Regions from separate parts of the Sus scrofa genome. Here all the other regions are linked to region 2. A link is a contact called in public HiChIP or PLAC-seq and promoter capture Hi-C data. All regions are on one chromosome and are shown on one strand. The core of a region is the stretch at or near the end of the contact, and the rest is flanking DNA. Distances in the headings are between cores, read along the strand shown. Region 1 holds the start of PFDN2 (prefoldin subunit 2). Region 2 holds the start of CFAP126 (protein Flattop). Region 3 holds the start of PPOX (protoporphyrinogen oxidase). Region 4 holds the start of NDUFS2 (NADH dehydrogenase [ubiquinone] iron-sulfur protein 2, mitochondrial).

Region 1 (3,205 bases), core at 214-2,713, 220 kb before region 2:
AGACCTGTGGTTGCCAAGGGGGAGAGGGGAGGGAGTGGGATAGACTGGCAGCTTGGGGTTAGTATATGCAAACTATTACATTTAGAATGGATATATGCAATCTCCTGGGATAGACCATGATGGAAAATAATATTTTTAAAAAGAATGTACCTATAGGTACCACTGAGTCACTTTGCTGTGCAGCAGAAACTGGTAAAACATTGTAAATCAACTATAATTTTAAAAAAGAAGAAAAAGCCCTGTGAAGAACACTGTAAAGCTTAATGTTTGGTTTCTTTTTGCAAATGAGTCTGTGAGCTAACCTGAAAACAAGGTTACAAGGCCGTATTTCATTTATGTTTCCCCATACCCAGCAGAATGTCTAACACACGGCAGACCCTCAAAAAGTATTAGGTTCCTTCTCCCTTGCCTTTTTCCCCCTAAGAGGAATTTTCTCTTCCCCCTTCCCCCAAATCCCATAGGGCTGTATATCTCTCTTCTACCTCATACTAGCATTTTCCCCTCCAGACTATGAACTCTGATTGCACGGGTCAATTTTTAAAATCTTTATGCAGATACCTCTGCTACAGTAACTGTTTAACAAATAACTGATAAATGAACCTATAACCAAAAAAGCTGTTGTTTTAACTACGTTTTCCTTTCTGTTACGCAGATTTCTTCCCACTCCAAGTAAACACTAGATCCACTATTAGTAAATCATGATTCCCAAGCAACAAAGGGCTTTCTGATTATTTTTCAATCGTTTCCGGATGCTAGGCACTGGGGAAATGTAAGCTCGGATTAGTAAAGGATTTCTGGTCTCTAAATAAATTCAGTGCAATAATGACTCCCGAATCAAAATAGTATGGAACACTAGACTATTCGCGTATGTGAGTCACGTGGCTCTGCGGAGTGACGACGGTTTTAAACGTGGTTTCAGGGTCACGTAACAGACTACACAATCAACCCGTTGACTAACTCCCTGGGATTCCTTATGAACTGGCCTTGCTCACCCACAGCCTGTTTGAGAGTGCGGAGGCAAAGTGGGGAAAGTGACCACCCTTCTTCCCTCAGACCTGTGCAACCTCCCAGACTCTGCTTCCCTAGAGCTTCCTCCCTCCCACCCCTCGGCTCACCCAACACCCCCAAGGGGGCGTGGCTTTCACCTACCAATCCGCCTATCTCTCCCCAAGGGCTCGGCTAGCTTCTACAAGGACCTTCCCCTCTCTGGGTGGCCACGCAAATGTGCGACTATAGTAAAGGCGTACACCAACCATAGGCTTCTCCCCTCTTCTCGCATCGACTCCGGACCCGGCCGGGTTGCCCTCCTTCGCATTCCCAGCTCCTCACCTGCTCGGCTGACACCGCCCCCTTCCCCGCGCCGCTCCCGCTGCTCTTGCCGGCGCGACTGCTGCTCTCCGCCATCTTCACCGCCTGCTGAGCTTCCGGCCTGCGCAGCTCGGCCCCCGCCTTGCGTCACGTCCGGTCTCGGAGTTACCGCCCACTCGCCCCCGGCGCCAGGCTCCTCTTCTTCCAGGCCCCTGTTCGGTTCGGATCCTGTTAATGGTTTTGGCCGTGCCTTCATGTAGGACCTGCTACCTAGCCCGCCCGCCGCGGTGAATTACACCTGTGGTGCTTTATCTTGTGCAACAGAGACGCTGCCCCTGAGAGAGTCTCCAGATGGGTTAACTGGAGAGCGGGGCGCGGGTTGGGATCTGGGTGCCAGTGCCCTCTGCCCACACAGCGGGTGGTGAGGCACGGGCGGCGGGGTGGGGTAGGGTGAACTTCTCAGAGATTCTGGTGGAAGGGGGAAAATATGCTTTGAGTCAGTAAAACTGTGCAGGTGCACAGTCAATAAGAGAGGCTGGGAAAATCAAGGAAATATCTCGAGGATGACTTTTGAACTGCGGAAACGTTTGGCTGAGAAAAAGGACTTCAGTTTAATGTGAGATCACTGGAAGTCGAGATATTCGAATGCTGCGCAGAGCCCTTTCCTCGATTTTCCCACTTTGTGCTCTCTTCCGGTAGCCGTGATTAACCATAGTTAACGAGTGTCTTAAAGACTTAGGGGTTTTTACCGGTGGTGCCCAGATTCAGCCTCACAGTATGAAGAGAGAAACCAAAGGATCTTAGAAATGTATTGCTTGATGGTGGGGTTGGTGTCCTGATTTCTCACCTTCTTCAGGCTGGGCTTCATCATCAGGCCTCCTCACCAGCTCCTGTCCCTTCTTTTGGGTCCTCGGCTCCGGATACTTCGACTCTCAATACTTTGTGCTCAGCCCAGGTAACATGTTTTGTTGTGTCCTCAGTGCCTGGCACATAGTAGATGCTCAATAAATGAATAGATGTTGGGAAACATTGGGGTGCCAGCCACTCACAGAACATTTGATCAGTGGGTCCTTATTGCATGGATCATTGTGCCTTGTAAGAGCAGGTTTAAAGGGAAGTCTAGCTTTCCTGCCTCCCCCTTTAAGCCCCTTATCATTAAACTCGGGCTTCCCCACTCTAGGAAATCTGAGTCTTGCCTGTGCCATTCACAGACCCAGATCCATGGCTATTTCCTCTTCCTCCTGGGACTTGCCCCTCGTGGCTGTGTGCCAGGTAACATCCACACCGGACAAGCAGCAGAACTTTAAAACATGTGCTGAGCTGGTTCGAGAGGCTGCCAGACTGGGCGCTTGCCTGGCTTTCCTGCCTGAGGCATTTGACTTCATTGGAAGGGACCCTGAAGAGACGCTACGCCTGTCTGAGCCACTGGGTGGGAAACTTTTGGGAGAATATACCCAGCTTGCCAGGTATCAGGGAAAGGGGGAGGGAGAGGTAGTTTCTTTTTGGGTAATATCGGAATTGCCAGATATGAGGGTAGAGACTTGAGAAGAGTTGTCAGTGTCCCCTCCCCCTCAGGGAATGTGGACTCTGGCTGTCCTTGGGTGGTTTCCATGAGCGTGGCCAAGACTGGGAGCAGACTCAGAAAATCTACAATTGTCATGTGATTCTGAACAACACGGGTGAGACCTCGTAACTCTTTAGCCTGCCTCTTCTCAGGCTCTTCTACCTAAGCTAAGATTCTCCAGAATTTTGTTTCTCAACTGTTCCCTTGGGCAAGGGTTTTAAGGGCATTTGTACCTCTGTTCCTAGCCTACAAGCTCTCTTCTCCTTGGGAGGAGAGGAACCAAGCTGGTCTTCTAGAGCACCAGCACTGAGTACTCTTACTTCTTCTTACTCT
Region 2 (3,164 bases), core at 395-2,894:
AAAAAAAGAAAGAAAGAAAAAAATATTTGCAAACACTCAACCAACAAAGGCTTAATTTCCAAAATACACAAACACCTCATACAACTCATTAACAACCAAAAGCTTTTGCTGTTTAGTTTTTTAACTTTCTTAAAAAACTAAAAATAGAGCTATCATATAATTCAGCAGTCCCACTCCTGGGCATATACTTGGAAAAGATGAAAGCTCTAATTTGCAAAGATACAAGCATCCCAATTTTCACAGCAGGACTATTTACAATAGCCAAGATTGAAGCAACCTAAATACCCACTGGGAAAGGAATTAACAAAGAAGATGTGGTATAGATACACCCTAGACTACTACTCAGCCAAATAAAAAAATGAAATAATGCCATTTGCAACAACATGGATGGACCTAGAGAGTATTAAGTGAAGTAAGTCAGAAAAAGGCAAAACTATATGATGTCATTTATATGTGGAATCTCAAATATGACACAAATGAACTATTTATGAAACACAGAAAAAAACTTCCAGAGAAAGCAAACTTTGGGAGAGTTCCCTGGTGGCTCAGCAGGTTAAGGATTTGGCATTGTCACTGCTGTGGCTCTCATCACTTCTGTGGCATAGGTTTGATCCTGGATCAGGAACCCAGGCATGCCGAGGGCATGCCCAAAACAAAGAAATATAAACAAACACCTCCAAACTTATGGTTACCAAAGTGGAAAGGGGGTAGTAGAGGGATAAATTAGGACTATAGAATTAGCAGATACAAGCTTATTATGTATAAACTAGACAACAAGAATTTGCTGTACAGCACAGGGAACTATATTCAATATCCTTGTAGTAAATCATAATGGAAAAGAATATGAGAAAGATTATATTATGTATAACTGAATCACTTTGCTATGTAGCAGAAATTAACACAACATTGTAAGTCAACTACACTTCAATTTAAAAAAGACCAAAAAATGTATATTAGCATTTTTTTTTATATTAGCAAATTAAAGACCCCAAAACCTATTTAATTAGAGAACTGCTGAACTCCGTTGAACCAGAGTTTTCCTGGTTGACACATCCATAAGAACACTTTTAAACAGCACGCCTATAGTTGGTATGAGAGGATCAGAGAGGAGATCAGGACCTGGAGTGAACACGACCCAGCTGGAACACGCACAGAGCTATGAGGTGTTCAGATCTATGGGATCACCACTCGCCTCGGAGTAAGGCCGGGTCATTTCCAGCTCCTGGTGCCCAGCCCCAGATGCCAACCGGAGGCTTCTTGGGCGGTGCTCCACTTCCCTCCCACCAAATGGGTACCGTGACTTCGTGCTCTCACTGTCGGGAACCGATCAGCACTTCACAGGCTTCCGGTCCTGACTCAGGCCTGATTTGCGGGAAGGTTCCCAACCGAGGTGGCCAAGACAAACCAGCGGGCGGGGCCGTTCGCAAACCTGATGACGGGGAAGGCCCGACACTTGCAGGCGAGAATCGAAGGCGGCGCGCGGACGAGAAGCTGGGCGGAGTAGGCGAGCGCGGGGCGGGATGTCGGAGGGCGGAGGCTAATCCGCCTCCTCAGACTTCCGGGAAAGCCTGCCGCGCCTTTTCTCCAGGCTTCAGGCCTTGTATTAGGATTCTCTGTTTGCACCGTTAAGACGCTGAAGTTGGCCTTTGCGCAGAATTCGTGTCCTAGAGACAGGCTCTACGTCAGCGCGCTTGGCCCATGGGCCCAGATTTCAGGTCTGTCTGGGGGTTCCTGCGCAACTGCTTTCGCTCGGTCACTGCCCCGATGGTGGCCCTGGGAGCCTGCGGAAACGGAGGAAGTGGGGGTTCGGTGCCCCCTGGACGCTCCCAGGAATAAGAAGGCGAAATCACCACGCAACGAATTAATTTTGAAGTGCGCGTTTTTATCATTTCATTAATGTGTCCATGTTTTGTCTTTGTAATGAAAATTTATAATCTCACCTTTATATAACTAGACAGCTCTTTTGATAATGCGTCTTTCTTTTCAACCATGCTCCAAGTTGTCTCCCCACTCCAGTTTGTATTGCTCTGACACTTTCAGTTAAAATTATGCCACATACACGTCTCATTTCTGTTTACTCAATGTTTTTTTGTTTGTTTGTTTGTTTGTTTAGGGCCGCACCTGCGGCATATGGAGGTTCCCAGGCTAGGGGTCCAATCGCAGCTGTAGCCGCCAGCCTATGCCAGGGCCACAGCCATTCGGGATCAAAGCTGCGTCTGCGACCTACACCACAGCGCACGGCAACGCCCGATCCTTAACCCACTGAGCGAGGCCAGGGATTGAATCCGAAACCTCATGGTTCCTAGTCGGATTCTTTTCTGCTGTGCCATGACGATAATTCTCTCTTTTTTAACCGTAAAAACATTTGAGGAGCAGCAGAGTAAGGATCGGGTTGTCTCTGCGAGAGAGTTGGATCGCTGCTGATGTGGGGTTCTATTCCCAGACCTGCTGCAGCTGGTTAAGATCCTGCATTACCGCATCTGTGGTGTAGATCTCAGCTGCGGCTCAGATTGGATCCCTGGCCCAGGAACTTCCATACACAGGGGATGCAGCTGAAAAAGAAAACAAAACAAACAAACGGATTGTTTTTGAAAAGGTAGTATATAAAAGTGATAAAAATATAAATTCACATAGAATATAATTAAATATGAATTTATATAAATATAAATTCATACAGAGAACACAAACAGATGGTTGAGGGAGAGAGGGGTGGGGGCAGAGAAATAAAGGAGGGATAGAAAATAAAAAATAAAAAAAGGGTTCCTGCTGTGAACTGCGATTGATATTATCTCTGCAGTGCCAGGATGCAGGTTCCATTCCCCCTCTATAGCACTGTGGGTTAAAGGATCTGGAGTTGCCACAGCTGTAGCTGCAGCCTAGAGTAGTTGGCAACTGCAGTTCAGATCTGATCCCTCGCACTGGGAACTCCATATGCTGTGGGGCAGCCAGAAAAGAAAAAAAAAAAAAAGTGTGTGTGTGTGTGTGTGTGTGTGTGTATATATGTTTAAATCTTATTTCATATCTATATGAGATAATGGGTGTTCACTACATTTATTTTGGTAATCATGATGTAAGTCAATCATTATGCTGTACACCTTAAATTTATACAATGCTATATGTCAATTATATCTCAATAAAACTGGAAGGGGGAAACAACTGCTAGA
Region 3 (3,325 bases), core at 745-3,244, 180 kb before region 2:
AGTGCCAGGCCTGTGGGTATCGCTCCACGACCTTCGAGGTTTTTTGTGACCTGTCCCTGCCCATCCCCAAGGTGGGATTCCAGAGGATTCCGGGGGTGGATGGGACATGGGTTCTATGACCCAACCCTACCCACCCCCAGTGTGGGAGGGAACCATGTGGGTCTCTGGAGAAGAATCGAAGCTTGGGTTAATTGAGAAGAGTTGGAAAAGGAAATTCAGAACATGCTGACCCTTCACTCCCCTTTCCCCCCAGAAAGGATTTGCTGGGGGCAAGGTGTCTCTGCGGGATTGTTTCAGCCTTTTCACCAAGGAAGAAGAGCTAGAATCGGAGAATGCCCCAGTATGTGGAGGTTCACAAGGGATATAGTAAGGGTGGGATACCGGAGGTGGGGGAGGCTCCATGTGGGTAAAAGGGGTTGCATGATGCCTTAGTATGAGGAGTAACACTTATATGTAAAGATTTGTGTAGGAGTATTTTTCAGATATGTCCTGATCTGTCAGGGCAAAGGGCAGTGGCCCAGAGAACACAGAAGTAATAGGGAGCACAGTAAATTTATGTGAGTCAGGGTATTGGAAAAGACAACGGAGGTGAGGAGCACATTAACCTTATAACATTATTTGACATTTATTCAGGTGTGTGACCGATGTCGGCAGAAAACACGAAGTACTAAAAAGTTGACAGTACAAAGATTCCCCCGAATCCTCGTGCTCCGTATCCTAATCTTCAAATTCTTATTTCTCCCATTCATTCTTTTTCCTCATTCTCCAAGTTTGCAGAGGCTGGACATTTGGGGATTCGGTTTGCCTTAGGAAAAGGCTGCCACTCCATCTTTCCCTCCTGTGCTCCCAGTGTGTGTTCAGGGAGGGGAGTAGACAACATTCAGTTCCCCAGCCCCCTCAGAGGCCCTCTGCCTCCCAAATTCTCCTTAACCAGAACTTAGATCTTAATCGATTTTCTGCCTCCCGAGGCTCCATTAAGAAAAGTTCAGTAGGTGTAGACTTCCCACTGCAGCGACTGAGCCTAGGGGACTTTGCCAGTGACAAAGCCGGTGAGTCTGGGAAGGAGGGTCCTGAGGAGTTCCATGAAGGGGAGGGAGAGAATGGCGGAGCAGGGCACAGCTCTAACTATAGAATTTGGTCATCTCTAACCCTGAAGGAAGCCCCATATATCAGCTGTATGCCCTTTGCAACCACTCGGGCAGCGTCCACTATGGCCACTACACAGCCCTGTGCCGGTGCCAGACTGGTTGGCATGTCTACAATGACTCTCGGTGAGAACAGCCTTGCCCCATTCCTGCTGCAGCCTTGACACCTTTCCCCAGTATGAAGAAGCCCCAGGAGACAGTGCCTACTGAAAGGAGATGTGGGATTGGGGGTGTGGGGGCGGTGTCTTTCCTAGGCACCACCCGGATACTGTGATGTTGATCTTGTGGGGAGGAGGGTCTATACAGGAAAGATCACACCTCCTTCCCCATCTCCCTTCTTCCTAGTGTCTCCCCTGTCAGTGAAAACCAGGTGGCATCCAGTGAGGGCTACGTGCTGTTCTACCAACTGATGCAGGAGCCACCCCGGTGCCTGTGACCTCCCTTTTAATCCCTGGCACCTGTGAAATCCTTTCAACACCCTTAAGCCCCAGGCTCCCCATTTACCTCAGAGACGTCTATTTTTGTGTCTTTTTAATCGGGGAGGGGGGAGGGGGTGGTTGTACCTCCTATTATTTTTTTTATTAAAAAGTACCCTTCCACCTGGAGGCTCCCTTGTCTCCCAGCCCCATGTACAGAGCTCCCTAGGCCCTGCCCGTGTACAGTCCCCACACCCTCTGCAGTCTCACTTTTTTGTGAATAAATTTATTAAGAAAAAAAATGATGTTCTTTGTATTTGTGCCTAGCGAGTGGAGATATAGAACTGGGCCGAATGGGTAGTTTTCCTGGCACTCAGTTCCCTTTCTAAACGATGGGGGGCGCTCGGAGCCGTGAGGCTGAGGGTGGGGATGGGGATGCAGGATCGGGACGCGTTGATGCCCAAGTTTGCCAAAGCGGTGAAGGTTTACATTGGGAGGAAATGAAGGCTGCAGGGAGGCCTGGATCCAGAGTGCAGGCACTGGGTCGACGGGGTTTGCCGGCGTAGGGGCCTGCCCCGCGAGAGCAAAGCACCCAAGGACCCCTGTTGACAAACACGGTACGTTGCCGGGGCGCCCTAGCTCCCGTAGGCCCAGGCTGTTGCTAACATCAAGGAGCTGTTTATGGAGCCACCTCCCCGGGGACCAGCCTCCAGTGTCCCTGTCTACTCTCCCTACAACCAAGACTCATGAGGACCTTCCTCCAGGGTTCCAACCCTAGCTGGACCTGGCAAACTTGAGCTGGGGAATGTTAACCAGGATTCTGCTCTTGCCGCTCCAGCCCTGAGGGGAGGGCAGTACCGAATATGGCCGCTCTCTCCAACCTGGCACCGAACCGGTTAACCTCCAGCTCCCCGGCCTTCTACAAGGGTTGCCCCACCGCCTCTGAGGGAGGAGGAGTCGCTGCCGGTTCAGTGTTTTCATTGGTGAATGTGATCCGGGGCCTTCCAGAACCCACCAATCCGGGAGCAGGAAAGGTAAGGTTAGGATCGTGCCGCGAGAATAGTGTGGACGGAGAGTCGGAGAGACCGAAAATCTTGGGGGCGGAGGCCGCGGACTGAAAACACTAGGCCTAGCGAGGGGTGGGAGAGAAAACGCGCTTCTTAGCCCTGGCGGCCAGTCGGTGCCCCCAGCCCTGTGCTGGCAGATAGCGTGGGTGTGGCCCTTATCCACTTCCCCGCGGAGCCGGCTGGGTGATGTCTTGAGACCTCTACCTCCTCCTCCCCTCATTTTTCTTGTCCCTCTCGTGGGTGAGTCCGAGGCCCTGGGCGGGGACCTCACAGTTCCACCACCCCATCCCCGAGCCCTTAGTTTCCCCTAAAGCAATGAATGGCCGAGGATGGAATGCGGAACCCGCAGGGTGTCTGGAGAACAGGGTGCTTCTGGTCAGCCTGTCCATATCGCCTTCTCTACCCTAGGCTTCCCCATGGGCCGGACCGTGGTCGTGCTGGGTGGAGGCATCAGCGGCCTGGCCGCCAGTTACCATCTGAGCCGGGCCCCTTGTCCCCCCAAGGTGAGTGCCTCCACCGACCCGGAGGGAGCTTCCTTTAATATTCCTCTCCCATTTCCAGCACGAGGTAATGCGCTGACCCTTTCGCCTCCTGATCCTTTACCCCGCTGCAGTGTGTTTCTGATTTGTCCCCAGGTGGTCTTGGTGGAGGGCAGCGAGCGCCTAGGCGGCTGGATCCGCTCAATACGAGGGCCAGA
Region 4 (3,092 bases), core at 83-2,582, 150 kb before region 2:
CGAGCAGCCCAGAGTCTACCCTGACTTCTAGGCTGGATTAGGGCAAATAAATGCAGTCCCCCACATTGTCCTCTCTCACGATCACCACATTCATTGTTTTAGCTATATAGGGAAAGAAGGCCCAGGGAGAGGGTGGGGAATGAGGGAGGCAGAGACGAAGAGCCTCTGCCTGGCTCTATGGGGTCTGCCAGTCTGCCCAGGTCCCAGTCAGTTCTCACAGCCAGGGATATGGCCCCACCCTTTGGTACAGTTCCCATTAGGTCAACTCCCAGGCTGGAAGTCTGGCTTTCCCCTTTCCGTGTAGCTAAGAATTCCCTGTCTCTGCCATTCTCCTGGCCTGTTTGCCTCACCCTGCTACACTGCTGCACTGCTGGTGGGCTGTGGCCCAGGGACGCTGTCTCGGGGAGATCTCGGGAAGGCCTCTTTCCAGGCCCCAAGTGGGAGGGATGTGCAGAACTCAATGGGTGGCCCAGCCGGAGCTGGCTTTGGAAGCAGAAAGAACAGGAACCTGCTCCAAAGTTGGAAAACTCTTCTTTGTCTCTTCCACATAGAATTGGGATCAGACTGCTGGTGGTACTACTTTTCTATGCTCTTGGCCAGGACTGAGACTGAGTCAGAAAGATGTGAGGTAAAAGAGTCTGACTGGGATAGAAGTCAGGTATGAGGCATCGCTAAGGGCACTTCCTGGGTCTGTAATTCTGGAGCTTCTGGAAGCCCTGCAGATGTCAGGATCACCCATAAGGGACCTCCCCTCCTCAGCTGGGGTGAGGTGGCTCCTACACACTCCAGCAGCCCATTCCAATGCTAGTGGCCTTGGCGTCCTACTCTTTTTTCATTTTGGTTTGGCCAGAGCTCTCAGACCCGCCCAGCCCTACTGGAGCCCCTTTCCCCTAACCCATTTAGGCCATCTGGAAATTGGCTGGCTTTTTTTGCTCCAAGTCCTTTGGATTCGGGGCTAGGGAGGGAATTGGCAAAGCCTGGAGCAACCCCAGAAGGGTAGGGCTACAGCAGCTAGGCAGCCCAGGAGGGGAGAGGGTAAGAGCCCCTAAGAGAGTGTGTGCCCAGCCCCGGGAGGGAGGTAGGGCACTTTCCGAGGCGCGCAGACAGATTGGCGAGGGAGCATAGAGGGAGCTATAGCCCGCGGCTGGAACTTAGAAGGGCCAGTCAGGAGAGGTGGAAAGCATCGTCCTCAGCCATGGGTATTTAGGCGAAAATGAAGCCCAGGTGCAGAACCCGGATGTCCTCAGGTTGGCTGTCCTGCGACCCCGCCAGCTTCCAAGAGGGCCGCTGCGTTGTGCGAATGGGCGAGAAGCCCACGAGGAGGCGCGCGCGAAGCACTTCCGCCCGGTTCTCCTTTCCGCAGTCTGTGGCGGGGCAAGATGGCGGCGCTCAGAGCACTGTGCAGCCTCCGGGGCGTCGCGGCCCAGGTGCTGCGGCCCGGGGCTGGGGCCCGACTACCGATTCAGCCTAGCAGGTGAGACCAAGGGAAGCCCTCGATACGCCGTCCCCAGGGCTAGGGTTTCCCGAGTTTGGGGAGTCCGCGGGCCCTGTGACCCCTTAGGAAAGAATGACCCAGGCCCGTGACCCTTCGCCCAGGCCTGCTCTCTCGGGCTCCAGGATCCAGCGGCACCTGTTCTGTCCGAGGGAGGAAAGAGAGTCTTGAGCTCCGTGTGCCAGGAGTGAAATCAGTTGGAGGGAGACTCTGCCCTTCAGCGTTAGTGATAATGTCACTCTCCCCTTTTTGTGCTACTGCTTTTCGCAAACCCCATCAGGGGTGGGCTGCGACTGGTGAGAAGGCTCCTTAGGTGCTGTGGAAGAAGAGGAAAGCACCTCTGATGGTCTTAAAGGAGTAGCATAAACCAAGAACCGCGGGTTGGCACCAGTGCATCACTCTCACCATACTTGAACAGAGCCAAGGAGCCAGCATGCCCTACCCCCCTTTCTATTCCTACTCTTTGGTTGACCTTGAATAAACACCATTTTTACCAGGATGGGAATATGAATATGGCCAGAATTTAAAGGAGCTGGGAACCCTAACTTTGCATGCACAGGGATTATGGGTGAAGTGATTCTGGGAATAAGTTTTTAGTAAGAGTAGAATCTCTGGAGTTCCAGCTTGCTCTGCCAAAGCTACATAACTCTTTGCCAGTGACTTGGCATTGAAGAATCCAAGACACCCTTCCCTGGGCCCACTTGAAAGTGATGGGAACAGAGGAACCAAGCACCTGTCAGGCCCTTTGTCTAGGATCTGTTATTACCTCTCCAGAGGGGCTCGGCAATGGCAGCCAGATGTGGAATGGGCAGAGCAGTTTGGGGGAGCTGTCATGTACCCCACTAAGGAAACAGCCCACTGGAAACCTCCACCTTGGAATGGTAAGTGCCCAGAGCCACAGTCTCAACCCATACCCCTCTCTGTCCCCAAGCTGACGCGTAAGTGCTTTTGAGCTCTGTTTTAGGCAAATTTTAGCCCCAGTCCTTTTTACTTTAACCTCGCAACTCAGCAAACATGGTAAGAGTGATAATAGAAGTTATTTGTCAAATATGACATTTCAGGAGAAAAGAACAAATAGGTCCCATCAAACCCTTGAAGGTTCCTACCAAATCTGTATCTTTAGCTTCACCTTTTTCCAGAGGTTCAGTCTCCCCTAGACACCTCCCTCTAGACAAGGTGATTTTCCCACTGGCACCCAAATGGAACCCGACGGAATACAATACATTTTTCCCCATCAAAACTAGCTCTTCCTCATGATTTTTTTTTTCCTTATATGGAAGTTCCTGGGCTAGGGTTCGAATCAGCTGCAGCCACAGCAACACAGGATCCAAGATGCATCTGCGACCTATGCTGCGGGTTTCAGCAGCTTGTGGCAATGCTGGATCCTTAACCCAAGGAGGGAGGCCAGGGATTGAACCTGCATCCTCATGGACACCATGTTGGGTTTTTAACACTCTGAGCCACAACAGGAACTCCTGTGATTTTAAATTTTGATCAGTGACTCCTCCATTCTCCTAATCCTTCAGGATTGAAACTTTTTAATCATCTATCTGTGGCTCTTTCTTCTCTTTTGCCCTCTATATCTATGTCCAGTAAGTCA

What was found. Promoter capture Hi-C pulls out the DNA fragments that hold promoters and counts their contacts. HiChIP or PLAC-seq counts read pairs in DNA pulled down with a chosen protein or histone mark.
Region 1: an H3K27ac HiChIP or PLAC-seq map of alveolar macrophages shows a contact between it and region 2. The contact joins the promoter of PFDN2 here to the promoter of CFAP126 in region 2. A contact is called at or near these places in 1 of 47 Hi-C or Micro-C datasets (mesenteric adipose tissue) and 2 of 2 datasets of contacts at active chromatin or transcription factors (alveolar macrophages and skeletal muscle).
Region 3: a contact with region 2 is called in an H3K27ac HiChIP or PLAC-seq map of alveolar macrophages. The contact joins the promoter of PPOX here to the promoter of CFAP126 in region 2. A contact is called at or near these places in 1 of 47 Hi-C or Micro-C datasets (liver) and 2 of 2 datasets of contacts at active chromatin or transcription factors (alveolar macrophages and skeletal muscle).
Region 4: a contact with region 2 is called in a promoter capture Hi-C map of liver, with 5 times the contacts expected there. The contact joins the promoter of NDUFS2 here to the promoter of CFAP126 in region 2. A contact is called at or near these places in 3 of 5 promoter capture datasets (fetal skeletal muscle and liver), 1 of 47 Hi-C or Micro-C datasets (embryonic fibroblasts) and 2 of 2 datasets of contacts at active chromatin or transcription factors (alveolar macrophages and skeletal muscle).

The regions. Positions count from the first base shown.
Region 1 is chr4:89,325,039-89,328,243 of Sscrofa11.1, reverse strand. It overlaps PFDN2 (prefoldin subunit 2), which reads right to left and starts at 1,463. Exons shown (of 4, transcript XM_001927323.6): 1 at 1,330-1,463. The coding sequence starts at 1,404. It overlaps NIT1 (nitrilase homolog 1), which reads left to right and starts at 1,187. Exons shown (of 7, transcript XM_005663174.3): 1 at 1,187-1,527; 2 at 2,165-2,263; 3 at 2,520-2,774; 4 at 2,884-2,987. The coding sequence starts at 2,530.
Region 2 is chr4:89,106,528-89,109,691 of Sscrofa11.1, reverse strand. CFAP126 (protein Flattop) reads right to left here and starts at 1,644. Exons shown (of 7, transcript XR_001308305.2): 1 at 1,430-1,644.
Region 3 is chr4:89,287,594-89,290,918 of Sscrofa11.1, reverse strand. It overlaps PPOX (protoporphyrinogen oxidase), which reads left to right and starts at 1,994. Exons shown (of 13, transcript XR_002343378.1): 1 at 1,994-2,595; 2 at 3,037-3,131; 3 at 3,264-3,325. USP21 (ubiquitin carboxyl-terminal hydrolase 21) reads left to right here. Exons shown (of 13, transcript XM_001927782.6): 8 at 1-71; 9 at 254-340; 10 at 634-712; 11 at 942-1,049; 12 at 1,157-1,271; 13 at 1,491-1,863. The coding sequence ends at 1,581.
Region 4 is chr4:89,255,330-89,258,421 of Sscrofa11.1, reverse strand. It overlaps NDUFS2 (NADH dehydrogenase [ubiquinone] iron-sulfur protein 2, mitochondrial), which reads left to right and starts at 1,332. Exons shown (of 14, transcript XM_005663166.3): 1 at 1,332-1,474; 2 at 2,267-2,373. The coding sequence starts at 1,380.